Linked DNA regions of Rattus norvegicus: region 2 is linked to region 1. Evidence: chromatin contacts called from public Hi-C data. All regions are on one chromosome and are shown on one strand. The core of a region is the stretch at or near the end of the contact, and the rest is flanking DNA. Distances in the headings are between cores, read along the strand shown. Region 1 has its middle 97 kb from the start of Emc2. Region 2 has its middle 160 kb from the start of Tmem74.

Region 1 (7,476 bases), core at 3,089-5,588:
ATGAATATATTTTATCTCACTGGTTGAGTGTAGAGAATAATCTATGGATTTCTAGACACACATCTTTATCTTCAGTTTCCACACCATTAGAAATGATGCATGGTTTGTATCTTGAAACAACTAACGTTCAGGAAGTGTCTTGGCATTAAGATGACATGTCCCAAGATCTTCCAGGGGTGTGTAGATCAACACGGATCAAAATTCCTCTTTTCAACAGTCTTTCTCATTTCTCAAAAAATATATACATTTTCCAGATGATTGTTTCTTTTCTGATATTGATTGGGGATGGCTCATCACTTGCTTGTTTATTTATTTTTTCTTGAAAAATCATCTAATGTTTTTGTAGTGCTGGAATTAGAACTTAGGATGTTATATACTCTGCCACTAAGCCACGTCTCAACTGGTAATTGGCAACCCTTGTTTGCCAATTTTATTTCTTGTTCAAACCTGATTCTACATTTTCTTATGTAAAGTATAGACTAGAAGGAATTTAGTAAGTATAAAGGAAAACTAATATCCTGGTGTCAAGAGGAAATTCTCAGACATTTAAATGTTTTAAACCTATGAGTTAGTCACCATCCACCAGGTCTGGTTACAAGAAATTCCAGGTTCTATCATAAGCTTTAAAAAGAAGGTTACTCTCCAGAGGTTATATTTGTGTGTTTGGGTTTCGAATACAGAACTAATTTTATTTTCCTGGTTAGAATAAGCCAATGTTCTTCTGAGATTGCTGCCCAGTGTACTGGTTAATTTTACAAACACTGAGCCAATGGAATTCCAGCTTAAGAATCTTGTATTTCATTGTATTTCATGTTTCTGTGCATATCTCTAAAGTTAATCACTTAGACTATGATACAAAACACCTTCATGTGGTTTTTATGAAATCAGTCCAATATATTTTTCAGCTAAAGAAATACTGAAACATAGTAAGTCTTCAATAAATACATTGGTTTATTATTATTATTATTATTATTATTATTATTATTATATTACATTCAACTATTAAGTCATCCTTACCAAAGATTCAGCTGATCTATCCTTGTCAGTTACCCTTCCTTATCTTGATTTTAGAAATAAATATTTTATTCTACTAGCCCACTAGTCTGTCATGTCTTAGAATAATTTAGAACATATTTGTAATAGCTTTTGTATCTTAAGGATTATCTCTTGCCATTTTACTTCTCTTTCTAATCGTTTTTAGCTATTCATGTACATCAGAGATTTTATTTGAATTGCATCCATTTATAGGTTGGATGGAGAAAAATTGTTTTCTATCACTGTGATGACAGCATGACCAAAGCGATTATAAAAGAAAGCATTTAATTGGAAGCTCACAGTTCCAAAGAGTTAGAACCGACGATCATCTTGTCAGAAGCAGGCAGCAGGCAGAAAGGCGTGGAGCAGTAGCTGAGAGCTTACTTCTGATTTACAAATGAGAGAGAGAGAGAGAGAGAGAGAGAGAGAGAGAGAGAGAGAAGGGAATCAGAGAATGACTTGGACTTTGGAACCTCAAATTCCACCCCTTGTGTCCTTCAGGGAGATGACATCTGCTAATCCTTCCTAAATAGTTCTACCAACTGAGGATCAAGTATTCAGAAACAGCAGCCAGTGGGAGGTCATTCTATTTCAAAACACCACGGCATATCAAAATATTTATCTGTTTAATATTATTGTATTTATTATACTTTTTCTTTAACAATAACTACTAAAAATAAATGCTATCGATTTACAGGATATAATGTCTACTACTCTGTTTTAAATGGATTTTTATGTAGCTCTATTTTTATTACTGAGTGCTGAATGTAGTAAATGCTTTTACTCTATCCATTGATAAAAATCTTATGATTAATCTCCCTTTATATGTTCTATTATTTTCCTATTGTGATAAAACACTGTGGCTCTGCAATTTATGGAAAAAGAGTTTATTTGGTCTTACAGTTCCAGAATGATAAGATTTCATCATAGTGATGTTCCTTGCCTTAATTGGAAGAAAGGTAAGAATTAATAAATAGGAAAAATAGATAAAATATATAGAAATTAGGAGGGATGAACTGGTTCCATACATACTGAATGCAAATAGACTTAAAACCATGTTGAATGAATGAAGAAAATAACACTGTGTCTATATATTAAAAACACAGAACAAAAGCTGTAACACTTATTGCTTATGACAATATATTTGTAAACAAATATGTAAAGGGTGATTTTTAAAAGCTCAGAATAAATGCAGAATAATAGAAGCTTATGATAGAGAAGTTATGTAGATAAATATGGTATAAAGTGAGAATTCCAACCTACTCAATTTCACATGTATAAAACTAAAAAATAGAAAAGAAATAAGAAAGGAGGAAGAAAGGAAGGAAGGAAAAAAACCAAAAGACAGAAGAAAAGTTACAAAAAAATGGACAAGACAGTATAATTTCAACAATAGTGAGGAGGGAGAGGGGAAGAAAGGAAAAGTCAAGGAAATAAGAAGAAATAGAGAGGGGATGAGAAAGAGGGTGGAGATAGATTAAGTTAACTCTGGCTCTCAACCAGACTATGGGTTCTGTGATGTAATGCTAACATGTCTAATGGAACTATCTTCAGCATCATAAACAAACGCTGGAAGGACATTTAAACCCACTTAACTTTAAGGTGAGAAAGATGTGACTTCTCCTGAACATGCATTCTCTCATCTTCCCTCTCTATTTCTCTTCCGGTGGAGCCATCTTGCCAACCCTGAACATATGGAGGTCTTTACATTTGAGGAAAAATTCTGAGGTTCTTTCAATTGGCTTTATAAATAGGTAAATGAAACATGTAATATTATATTGTAGGCAATGATTCAAGTTTTATGAATCATGGGGATTTTCTAATTTGGTCATCAGTAGCCTTGTTTAATGGAATTTGTAATACTGTGAGGTTTCTCCAAGGAGAATGTTGTCTCATCCCACAGACACTTTCCCTAATCCTCTATACTTCCCCAAAGAAAATCCATCTCTGCGAGTTAACTTATTTCCCTGCTGTCAGCTTAGGCTCATCGTAGGAAAAATAGCTGTGTGAGGATGATTAAACCTCCGGAAAACACATGTAGATGCAATGGCCAAAAAAGGACAAGTGGGTGAAAATAGTTTGGTTAAAAACACAGAGAAAGGAGATGGGAAAACACACATACTCAGAAGGAAAAACCAAGGTCATCACCATGCAGTGCGTGCTCTGGATTTATGTGCCAACTGCCCTTTGGATTTAAATAGAGCTGATAAGGGACTGATAAACAAAGCCTCTGCATTTTAATAGAGCCTCCCAACCTAGCTATCTATTAAGTTCTGCATTGTTTTAATGAATCCTCACCATTAGCAACATTAAGAATGAAAATTGTCACTATAATTTCATCAGAACAGAGGACCAAACAGCATTCAGAGAAGAAACAGAAGCCAGAAGCCACTCAAGCACCTTCGCTGTTCACCATTCTTTTATCTCCTTGCCACCCTCTCCCCAACCAAAAAAAATTCAATAGAGCAGCATAAGCAAGGCAGAAGCATTCCCTCAGCAGGCATATAGGTTCCGCTACACCACCCACCAGGGGCTCCCCAACCCTTGGGTGACTGTAAACAGAGCAAAAGCTCCTCAGCTCTTACTCTTTGCTCACTAGTAAGAGATGACTAAAGTAATGACCAGATACATTAAAACTTGTGTACATCTGACCCACTTCATGATATTTCCTTCTCAAAGACAATCCCCTTTTTCACTGTGAACTGGAATTCCATAAGCTTTGTGGCTTCTCAGTCCAAGCTACCATAGTCTGGCTTGTTCATCCACACAGATCTTGCCTTACTCTATAACCAGCTAGAAGAGTTCTCTACTGACTTTACCCACCAGGAAATCTCCCCCCAAATTGCCTAAGTTATTTTATTCTTTTCATGGACTGAAATGGTTCCATTTTTTTTGATATTAGGAATCTTCTTAAAAACACAGATTTTTCTAGAAGCAACAAGAAGTAATAAGAAAGTTATTAGCTATTCTAACTTAAGTATGAATTAACTCAGCCAATAGGGAATCCACTTGTAAAGTCCACTGGAAAGTGGAGACCGCAAAGCCAACATGAAAACGTGATACTTGAACATATTGTACAGGCTTGTATCATCATAAGTGTCTTTTTTTTTTACCTGAGGAGAGCAACTTGAAGTCGCAGCTATCTAGAATTGGAGTGAAATGGATGCCAGCAGATGAAACAGTTTGATGATGAGTTAAGCAGATGGGGAGGTATGAATAGCGAAGTATGCTTCACTTCATGCCCACTCCGTGAGTCACTTTCCTCATTACTGTGGTAAAATAGCCCGCAGGTTTCAAATAAGCAAGGATATACCCTGGCTCACAGATGCAGCAGATATGAACATATATGTGGGACAGGCACAGCAGCAGGAGTGTAGGCTGCTTGTAAAGCACACTGGTCACATTTCTGTGGGAGATGACAGATGTGAGCAGTCAGGAAGGAACTGAAGATGGATATCATGTCCTCTAGTTATTGCCCACATTTCAGAGAGTTCATAATCTCTAAAATCAGAATAATTGCATCATCAGATGAGGACCAGGTATTCAAACAGATTAGCCTGTGTGGGACATTCCTCATACAAACCACTACATACATTCTGTCTATCCATGGGACTCACTCTGGAGACTTATGGTGAGACTGCAGTCCTGTTTCTCAAGTCTTAGCTACTTGTAGAGCTACTTTCTACAAAGCAGGACACAAATGCTCATTTCTTACTGCCAAGCTAATGGGGTTCCCTCAACACTCACATTCACCAAACCACTGTTCTGGAGGCTGCTACTCTTCCCCTCTAATGTCAAAACAGAATCAAACCACAGCATATCTTAAGTGGATTAGGTCCAGGAAATAACTGCATGCTTACACTGAGAGTCTCTTATTTCTGCATTAAGTGGAATGATTTCTGTTGCATGCAAATTAAAGGAAACATATTGTGGGTCTTTTATATAGTTATTGATTCAGATGTATTTTTGTTATTAGCTGTGTGAGTGAGAAAGAAGAGAAAAGTATCAAGAGAGAAAAAAGACAAAAGAAAAACAGAGAGAAACAGAGAGAAGCAGAGACAGGAAAGAGAGATATTACAACCCTTTAACATTCTCTTGGGCAATGTTCCTGATCTAGGAAAGAAAATGAACCTTTCTTCACTTGTAAATCCTTCCTGAGTCCACATACTTGGCTAACAGATTAGGTTCCTTGCCTCGCCTCCTTTTGTTGCTACAGGTAATGTAGGACATCACGTATTCAATATTGGAGGAAAGGCCATCCAGGGATTTTATTCAGTATTCCAATGTAAGTTTCTAATGAGTATGGTTACACAGAAGTGACATAATCAGTTCATGGGGGTTTTACCTTACCTACATTGCTGCCCCTGACTCTCTCCCAACAGTGTACAAAGATACCTGTAAAATGCATCAGACTCTAAAGAGTCTGAGTATTTTTATCCCTAATGAGCTTATTGGCATGAAGAAAAATACAAGATTTCATCTTAGAATGTTTTGTTGTACTGGTGTTGTTTGTTTGTTTGTTTGTTTGTTTGTTTGTTTGTTTTTAGGCAATGCTTAACCCCTGAACAGATATCAGAGTACTTTGAGTGTAGGATGATATTGGTAAAGACAATATTTTAGAAGCTGTGTACAGGTGTATAGTGTTGGGATGTGAAAGAATGGGGGTTGAAAGATTACAAATTTCAGCCCAGGCCGGATAGCAAGGTCAGGTTCAGCCTGGGTTACATGAGCACTCTGCTTCAAATTAAATACATTATTTAAATCACCTAAAATATTATTACATTTATGTAAGTGTGGGGGGGTGTCTGTTTGTCTGAAGACAATTGTAGGAGTCAGTTCTCTCTATCCATTTGAGATTGAACTTGGATTCTCAGGATTGGCAGTGTATGCTTTTACAAAACAACTGGGCCATCTCATTGGCCCCCATTTAATTTCTTCTTTAAAATAGCACAAGGGTTTTTATTCCTTAAAAGTAAATACATGAGGTTATTTTAGAGATATAGGAAAGTATATTTACTTTTGAATAAAATCCAACAAAATTCATGTAGACTTTTGTGATAGCCAGAGACAGGAAAAGGCCTCCACAATTTCCCTCTCATGCACAAAGGAAATGGATAAAGACTTTGTCTATTATCTTCAGAAACCAAAGAGCACTGAGATTTTACTGTACAAGGAATAGTCCAGAATAGGTATTCATGTGTTTGCAACATGAGTTTGGAAATGCCTTCTTGGAGACTTAGTCCATATGCTCTTTGAAATAGAGTACTTATATCTTCTGGAATAAAAAAGTTCTATTGGGCATTGCTGTGTCTTCTGCCTACAGTTATAGTCATTTGCTGGAGAGGCACTTGTTTGAAGGATATGACAATTATCAGGAAGCAGATAATTTGTGGTAGGAGCACTGAAGCAACCACTCGGAATAAAACTGTTCTTGATCAAAGAATATGTTGCAGGCTATATTCCTGATAGAAATGTTTAGTGGGTATGTTGAGGAGTTCAGTACGTATAGAATTGTATACTATACAGAGCTCTAAAACCATAAGTGGGATTCTTCCAAGAAAATTTGGCTTCCTACATAAGAATAAAACCTCAGGACACTGTGTCTTCAGTGCAACAAATCTCCTTTTGGGTAATGTTTCTTGCCTCACTGCTGTGGTTTTCTTGGCCTCATCCATGCCTCTTTTGTGCTTGCCCACTGTTGAGGAAGCAGTGCTCATCATCTGATTATGACGTCTACTGAATCGTAGAACCTTATAAGAAGGAAATGCTTCCAAGTCATACCAAAACCCAGTGAGCTAAAAAATAATTGTGATTCCCATAAAAGAACTCAGAAGGAGTGGGTGTAGACTGAGTTAATTATAGAAAACATAGACCAGAGTACTACTCGTGCCGCTCTAGTTGACATCAGCAAACTCAGTAATCATAGATTAAGTCTGCCCTGCTACAGAGTTAAAGAAGAAAAGCAGTTTTTGTTCCTTGTCTCAGTAGAATAATGACAGCAGAGCAACAGCTGCAGTCACACTAGTTCTAGAACCTTAAACTATGTTATGGAAGCTTAACTAAACAGGGTGGAATAAAAATATGACAAGTTTGCCCTCAAAGGGTATGTGCAAAACACCATGGATTCTATAAAGAGGAAAATCAACATTGAAAAGAATTTCAAGGAAGGAGTGGAACTGAGCTGATACTTTAAGGAAAAACCTGAGTTATCTTGAAGGGAAAAAAATAGACAAGGGCTGGCAAACCTGAATTGAATCCAATTATTTAGAAGGTGAGCTCCTTAGCCACAGTACTGTGGAACTATGGAACAGGGAACTGTTGGCTGTAGCGAGAGAGGTTGTGTTTCATTAAAAACCCAGTTATGCTGTGTGAATGTTTTTGTTTCAGTTCCAGGTATGGAATATAAAGCTGCTTCAAACTGTCCTCAGAATCTGACTGAGA
Region 2 (7,476 bases), core at 3,101-5,600, 94 kb before region 1:
CTGCATGCCTGTCTCCTGAGTGCCGGATTAAAGGCTAGTACCACCACCCCTTACCACTTAAACTTTTCTTTATCTGAAACTTGCTCTATACCAGGCTGGCCTTAAACTCAGAAATCTGCTTCCTTATGTTTCCTGGGATTAAAGACATGTCTGTATTCCAGCTGACAGACCTAGAAAGACTTTGGTTATTATATCTTGTCAGAGCAACCATGTTGCTGGATTAAAATTTCTCTATACATAAGAATCTAGGGAAGAAAGTTTTCTTGGAAAAGAAACGGAATAAAAGCTACCAGTTGCCTTGAGCACAGTGAAAACCAAAAAGTTCAGTGCCTAATACAAGTGTGGATGAACTCCAGACACCTAACTGTGTATCATCACTAGCTCTAGGTCTTGTGCTTATCTTTAGTTTTAAAGGAAAAGTGTTCTTCCCCATGCTAAACATTAAATTACTTGTTGATTTATCTTTTTTCTATACTTTCTCTATATTCTCTCCTTCATGCTGGTTATTTTTTACCAAGTATTCTAATGTTTATAAATCATTCCTATCTTGTAAAAGCTAAAGTGAGTTTCACCTGCTACTATAATCTAGATATTATCTGATCCCTACTTTTTTCTTTTATTATTGCCTTTTTAAGTCAGAGGTACTGATGGTGCAGACATGATGCATTTATTACTTTTATTTCCCCTCTAATCATCATAGCTTCCAGGAAACTAAACTGAAATGCCCATTCACTCAAGTCATTAATAATTAACTATTTATAAACCAGAAAAACTTCTGATCTTTATATTTGCTATTAAGAATGGGTCATAATTTCAGATATACCATTGACACTCAAATTATTCAATTTACCAGACACTAGAAAAGTACTAAATAAATGAACCACAATTCAGGCTGCTATCTGACTGGTCAAGAACTTCCCTACAAGATCCAACTGGTTTGTTTGTTTCTTTCTTTTTTTCACATTTGGGATTGTTTTTATTTCTTTCTCATAATCTTTATTCTGGGATTCATTTGGTAGACCATCTTTCTTTACCTTCACATCTCAACTTTTGCTACTGTACAACCAGTTCCTTTGGAATGTTATAGATCTGACTTAGAAAGTCCCTTCTCTGTCATTTCTAATAAGTCCAGAAGATCTGGCTTTACCCTCAGGTCTAAAGACAATATTATATTAAAAGAGCAAATATGGCAAGTTCGTGTGTGTGTGTGTGTGTGTGTGTGTGTGTGTGTGTGTGTGTGTGCGTGTGTTTATGCTTCTTTTAGGACACCCCCTTTTGTTATGAGTCTGCTGCCTCTGATGAATTCCCACACACCGAACTTCAAAGATGAGGCTGCTGAAAATAGTAACTAACTTCTATGATTTCATAGGATCTACGTCTTTCCTTGTACCCCGATAATCTTCTGGTGCTTTCTGGTGTCCCTCTCAGACATTACAATTAGAATTTACCCAGCCTGTTGCCACCAGAAATGACTCACCAGCTGGCTATCCTGCTCTTGTTGCAATGGCTATAAATCTTCTCATTTTATTTCTTCTTGTTCTCATTCTATACCTGGTCCTAGTGACTACCAGACTGTTGTTCCCTGGAATTTTAATTTATGGTGATTAAAGTCCACATCTCAAAATAATAGATCTTGGAATTCTCCAAGGACACTTTGTGTTATAGTTTGGGTTTTACTTACCGTGTAATTTGAACCATTCCTGGATGCTTCAGAGCATTTGCCAGCCAAAATTTCACTATTCTGAAACTCAAACATAGCTGTAATACATTTGGCCAATACCTGAGCAAACTACCCCCAAGCCTCAGAAGAGAAACACATACTTAATCAATTGAATTCATGTCTTTCTTCCCAACTTAAGTGGAAGAGACATAGACACTGATTCTGATTATCTTTTGGATGTCTCCATGTTTTAGCACCATGTTTCAAGCTTGATAGTTAGTAAATCTTTATAAAAAAATGAAGCTGGCTAGACCTTACAGATTGCGTTTTTAACTCTGCCAGACACTCTCCTTCTAAACTGTAATGATTCAACATTTCGCTTACATGTAAATCAGTATACTGATTGGAATTGTCTATAAAACAGTGTAACATTTAACAGTCTCAAGTGAATACTGTAAAATGAATTTTATGACTATTACATAGTCATAAAACCCCAAAGAAAAAAAGGATTTCATTTTTTATGAATTCTGAGCCTAATTCCATTTTTATAATGATTTCTTTAGAAAAATCTAGAGTTTAAAGGGACTTGATTTTCATTTAAATTAAAACTGTTAAAATTTTAAAATAGTAGACACCAATATGATATTATATAAGATTTGCTTTTCCTAAGAAGAAATCAGATTTTCCTTGTATGTGTCTCTAGTTTTCATTTTATATTTTTTTGGTGGTAGCATGTTCTGTTTGTTATCTACACTTTGAAATAGCACACACATATATGTAACCACAGAAATTCTAGCTGAATCCTTCACTTTGCTCTGGATATGGTGAATATAATGACAAAGGGCTATACATTTGTCTCTTCAGAACAATGTAATAATTCCAAGACTGGTTGCAACTCAACTCAAGAAAATCAGTAATTAGCAAACACAGGCAGTACAGCCTGTTTAGGAAATGGTAATCTCCACTAGTGTAAAAAGCCAGGCCTGATGACACATGCCTTTAATCTCAACATGCAGGAGGCAAAGGAAGGTGGACCTTTCCTAGGCCACACTGTTCTACATAGCAAGTTCTAGGACAATCTGGGGTACAGAGAAAAACACTGCCTCAAACAAATGAAAGAGCTGCTACTAAGAGTTTTGGGCCAAAAAGCCTAGTCTGAGAGTAACAACATCCTAGGCTCAGCCCTATACATCTTTAGGATACTGATGTGAGCCTTAACTTTAAATAGAGGTGGGATATGGTGAAAAAGAGTAGGGAGAAGTGAAAACACACATGCATGATAAATCAGTGTGAGGCAAAGTATGGTCTATTAGTTTATCATCTCAGCTTCAGTTCCATGGGTAGTAAAAATAAATGACCCCACTTTCATTGCTTGAAGGTCATCGCCTTGTTTCTATAAGATAATAATTCCACAAGAAGACCAATAGAGTCAACTCACCTGAACCCTTGGGGACTCCTCAAGTATGAACCACCAGCCAAAGAGAGAACATGAGCTGGACCTAGGCACCCCGCACAAATTTAGCAGATGTGCAGCTTGGTCTTCATGAGGATTCCCCAACAAGTGGAGTGGGGACTGTTCCTGAATCTGCTGCCTACCTTGAATCTTGTTCCTCTAACTGGGCTGCCTTGACTGGCCTCAGGGAAAGAGGATGCGCCTTGTCCTGCAGTGACTGATGTATTAGTGGCAGGGGTGGGAGTGTGGGGGTGCGGGTGGGTTGAGAGGGAGTAATATGGGATGGGGTGATGAGGTTCCCCTTCTCTGAGGAGAAGGGGAGAGGGGAATGCGAAGAGGACCTGGGAGAGAGGTGAACTTGGAAGAAAGGGGCAGCTGATATTAGAGATATAAAATGAATAAAAAAAATTTAAAAACATTAAAAAAAGAATATTTCCAACTCATATGGATTGTTCTGTGAGGATTTTGTGTTCCTGGAATATAGGATAACTGCAGATGTAGGACAAAAGCTCTTCTGTCTTGAAAGAGAATGATATAGGATAAGTGTGACAGTTTGTACTTGCTTGGTCCAGGGAGTGGCCTTGTTGGAGTAGGTGTGTGACTACGGGTGTGGGCTTTCAGACCTTCATCCTTACTGCCTGGAACCCAGTATTCTGCTAGCAGCCTTCAGATGAAGATGTAGAATTCTCACCTCCTTCTGCACCTTGCCTGCCTGGATACTTTATGTTGCAGGATAATGGACTGAATCTCTGAACCTGTAAGCCAGCCCCAATTAAATGTTGTCCTTATAAGAGTTGCCTTGGTTCTGGTAAGAGTTGCCTTGGTTCTGGTGTCTTTTTCAGCAGTAAAACCATAACTAAGACAATAAGCATCATCAGTTTATAGATAGAGACCCACGAAAGATACCTGGTTTCCTTCTGCTTCCTTCCAGCTGCTATGAGGGCCCAAATGACTGGATGCTTCTCAGCAAAGGCAGCTTCTGAGCACCTGTGCAGAATGGCTTTGTGAAAAATACTATTGTCATGTCATGTGAGGAGACTGTTAGGCGACTAGTTACTTTCTTCCCTTCAATTCTAAACCAATGCTGAAGCACTACTGAGTAGTGCAAATGGAGATCAAAGGAGGGCAGCTGGAGAACTGCAGAAACAGACTTCCAATGAAGCAAATGCACTCACCCACTCAGTCTGTGGGGGAAAGGCAGTCCAATGCCTCCTCCAGCAAGTTTCCACATGGTCTACAGAGCAGATTCTCTGCAGACAGGCAGACAACTGGGTGTGGGAGGAATTATACTTGCCAGGTTTCCCTGGAACACTTGCCAATCTTTCTGTGACTCCACTTCTATCTCCAGGGAAAAGAGAGCAAAGAGACAGAAAGGAGAAAATTCCATTGAAGAGAAACAAAGAATAGGATCCAGGCACATTTGCCTACTCCTATCAGTGCTCCCAGTTGACACAGAATCAGCGTACCCCTAATCGGGTCTGTTTGCTCTGCAGTGTAGTGTCTGGGTACTGGTGAGGCATACGATTACATTTTCATGTGTTCAGTTTTATTCTTTTGTCTCTGTAATGCCACTTGATATAAAAGGAGGAGGAATTCCCCTGAGTATCACACCCCCTAGTACCAACAGAATCAACTAACCTGAACCCTTGGGGGCTCCCAGAAACTGAATCATCAACCGAAGAGTGAGGCCCTAGACCTAGGCCCTTGCCCATATGTAGCAGATGTGAAGTTTGGTCTTCATGTGGGTCCCCCAATAACTAGAGTGGGGACTCCAGAATTTGTTGCCTGTCTGTAGATCCCATTCCTCTCTGCTACCTTGTCTGGCCTCAGTGGGATAGGATGTGCCTAATCCTGATGTGACTGAAAAAGTCATTTTTAAAAAGTTATATTCTTGTGGGAAGAGGCAGACATTGAAAAAATGAAATGTTTATACAGAACTTTAGGTAGTGGGAAGCACTAGTGAGAAAGCTAAAATAGAATAAAAAGATGTAGAAAGACGTCAAGCAATTTTGAATAAAGAGATAAGGCAGAGTCAAAGAGAATAAATTGTTTGAGCCTGAAATTACCTATAGGTAATCTGATGGTGAGATGGGAAATTTTTAGATTCCTTTGAGAGTGGCATGGCCTTTCTTGGTTTTTGGGTTAGCTTAAACTCAGGAGTCAGGATTCCAGATATGTCATATAAAGCCTCTAGAGCCAGTGGCTTCCAGAATATTTCATGAATTCCAAGAATAAAATTCATGAACTTATGGCAGAATAACCTGGAGTAAATCATGGAAAAGATGATCAAATCATCCAGTTGGTCTATCCTAACGTTCAAAGTATATGCATGGCTCACATCCTCATATAGCTTCTGGACAAGGGTAGGGGGTAGCAAGGTACCAGGAACCAGAATTCTCTTGAGCCATTCCTGGCCTCCAGTACAGATATTTTCAGAACAGCTGCTCTGAGTCCACAGGTTCATGAACAGTTTTCATCTCATGTTGTCATCAATAGGTCAGAAAATCCTGGTCAGGAAAGTCGAGATACCTGTGTGTGTAGATGGATCCATTTGTCTGGGAGGTTACCTTTAAACCAAGTTTACGAAGTGCATTAAGCATATCCCTCCTCATATCCCATGGTCCCCCATCTCACCTTTCTCATTGATCTCCTTTTCTCCCAGTTTTACTTCTACTTTCGTGTAACTTGTGCACACATGACATCATGCATTTATAATATCTAGAGCCTTCAAATGAGAGAGAACTTGTGATATGCAACTTTCTGAGATGGACTTAATTCACTTTATACGATGTTTTCCAGTTGAATGTTTGAGGCCTATTGGATATACAGTAGAGATATGTAGTAGGTAATAACCAAGTATGAATGGAAGAGTGAGGAAAGGTTCATCCATAGATAGCAAACAGCTTGTAGACACTGAACAACTTTACATATACAGAAAAGAAGGGTGAATATTGCCATGTGAAATTTTGTGCTCTAGGATAGGAAGATGATGCATATGGTGATTGCTATTTTCCTGTCAATCTTGAAGCTATTCCCCAAGAAAGAAAAGTTTATAAAGCTGTTAGCCGTTATGAAATGGGAGGGTTATCAGGCACTACTGAGATCCCAGCCAGCCTTGAAGATTCTAAATTTTAAGTAATCCTAGTTTGTGGAAACAAACAAAATCTTGGTTTTACCATGTTCAATACCTTACATGCTAAGAATGTTCCAAATTTCAAGCTTAGAAATTTACTGCAGTGTTATGAAAATTAGAAAAGGTAGTAGAAATGAATGTTTCGAGTGTGGGTATCAAAGAATTGATAACTATAGAATCCAAACTGAACAAAAAAGTATCTAACAAAGGTAGTTAATGTTTTACAGGAAATTAGTATACTATATTAGTAGAACTCAAGTGAAATATGTATTATATAATAGAAATCATGATTTATAGCATCAGGATTCTTATTTACACTAATCAAAATAGCTCTTATATAGAACACACAATACATAGGACATTTAATAAGAACAAACTTCATAGTAAACTGATAATGTTCCATAGTTGTGACATTTAGTTTACCACTCTGACAAACTATCTTTATTTTGTACATTCCACACTGGTTTTATTTGTTTCAAGCCAAAATCCCATGTGACTCTGTCTGTGGTTCCCTGGAAGTTTTCAGCAGACATAGGCAGGATAAAATAATTGAGGTTGGTCAAGTCTCTTAACAAAGGATTGAATGTCCTCTTACAACATTCCAAAGAGATGATTTAGCTAGCAAAGCACAAAAGAAGCTGGGCCCTTGACCCATGGAGAGTCTCTGTAGGCAGATTTGCCTTATGTTGACTTGTTTCAAAGGAGATTTTCTGTTAATATTCTCCAAAACATAAAGAGGGATTTAAGAAATTAAAGCTAGAATGAATGAATGTCTATCCTATAACACTTCTGAAATATCAAGATGCTAATAAATGAGTAGCAAGGAAGTCTTAAGCTAAAATATGAAGCTCAAGAAAAAGGAAGACCGAAGTGTGGATGTTTCAATCCTACTTAGAATTGGGAACAAAATAATCAGTAAAGGTAGAGGGCGATAGGTAGAGAGGGGGAGGTAGAGGGAGGGATGGACCTTGGAGGAAGAGAGGAGTGGGAGGCAAAAGTGGGGCACAGGTGTGGGAGGACTTGGGAGAAATACAGAGGGTCAGGAAACTGAACAGAAGTTTGTAGCAGTGGGGGACACAGAACTGGGGGTGGCCACTAGAAAGTCCCAGATGCCAAGGAAGCAAGAGGTTCCTAGGACCCAACAGGCCCGAAATATTTAACAAAAGAGACTTAGAACCTGTAGAGATCATATCCAATGGGTAGGCATGGCCCCCAGTTGAGGGATTGGGC

The links. A called contact is a pair of places that touch in the nucleus more often than the background predicts.
Region 2: a Hi-C map of prefrontal cortex shows a contact between it and region 1, with 2.6 times the contacts expected there. The contact joins two enhancer-like sites. A contact is called at or near these places in 2 of 12 Hi-C or Micro-C datasets (frontal cortex and prefrontal cortex).

The regions. Positions count from the first base shown.
Region 1 is chr7:76,565,498-76,572,973 of GRCr8, reverse strand. No RefSeq gene overlaps it. Among named protein-coding and RNA genes, the nearest start is that of Emc2, 97 kb to the right of the region's middle. Within about 2 kb of position 4,338, at least 10 of the 93 cell types and tissues checked have an H3K27ac peak or open chromatin away from gene starts, as enhancers often do. A contact at or near this core is called in prefrontal cortex, where this site is marked.
Region 2 is chr7:76,659,430-76,666,905 of GRCr8, reverse strand. No RefSeq gene overlaps it. Among named protein-coding and RNA genes, the nearest start is that of Tmem74, 160 kb to the left of the region's middle. Within about 2 kb of position 4,350, at least 18 of the 93 cell types and tissues checked have an H3K27ac peak or open chromatin away from gene starts, as enhancers often do. A contact at or near this core is called in prefrontal cortex, where this site is marked.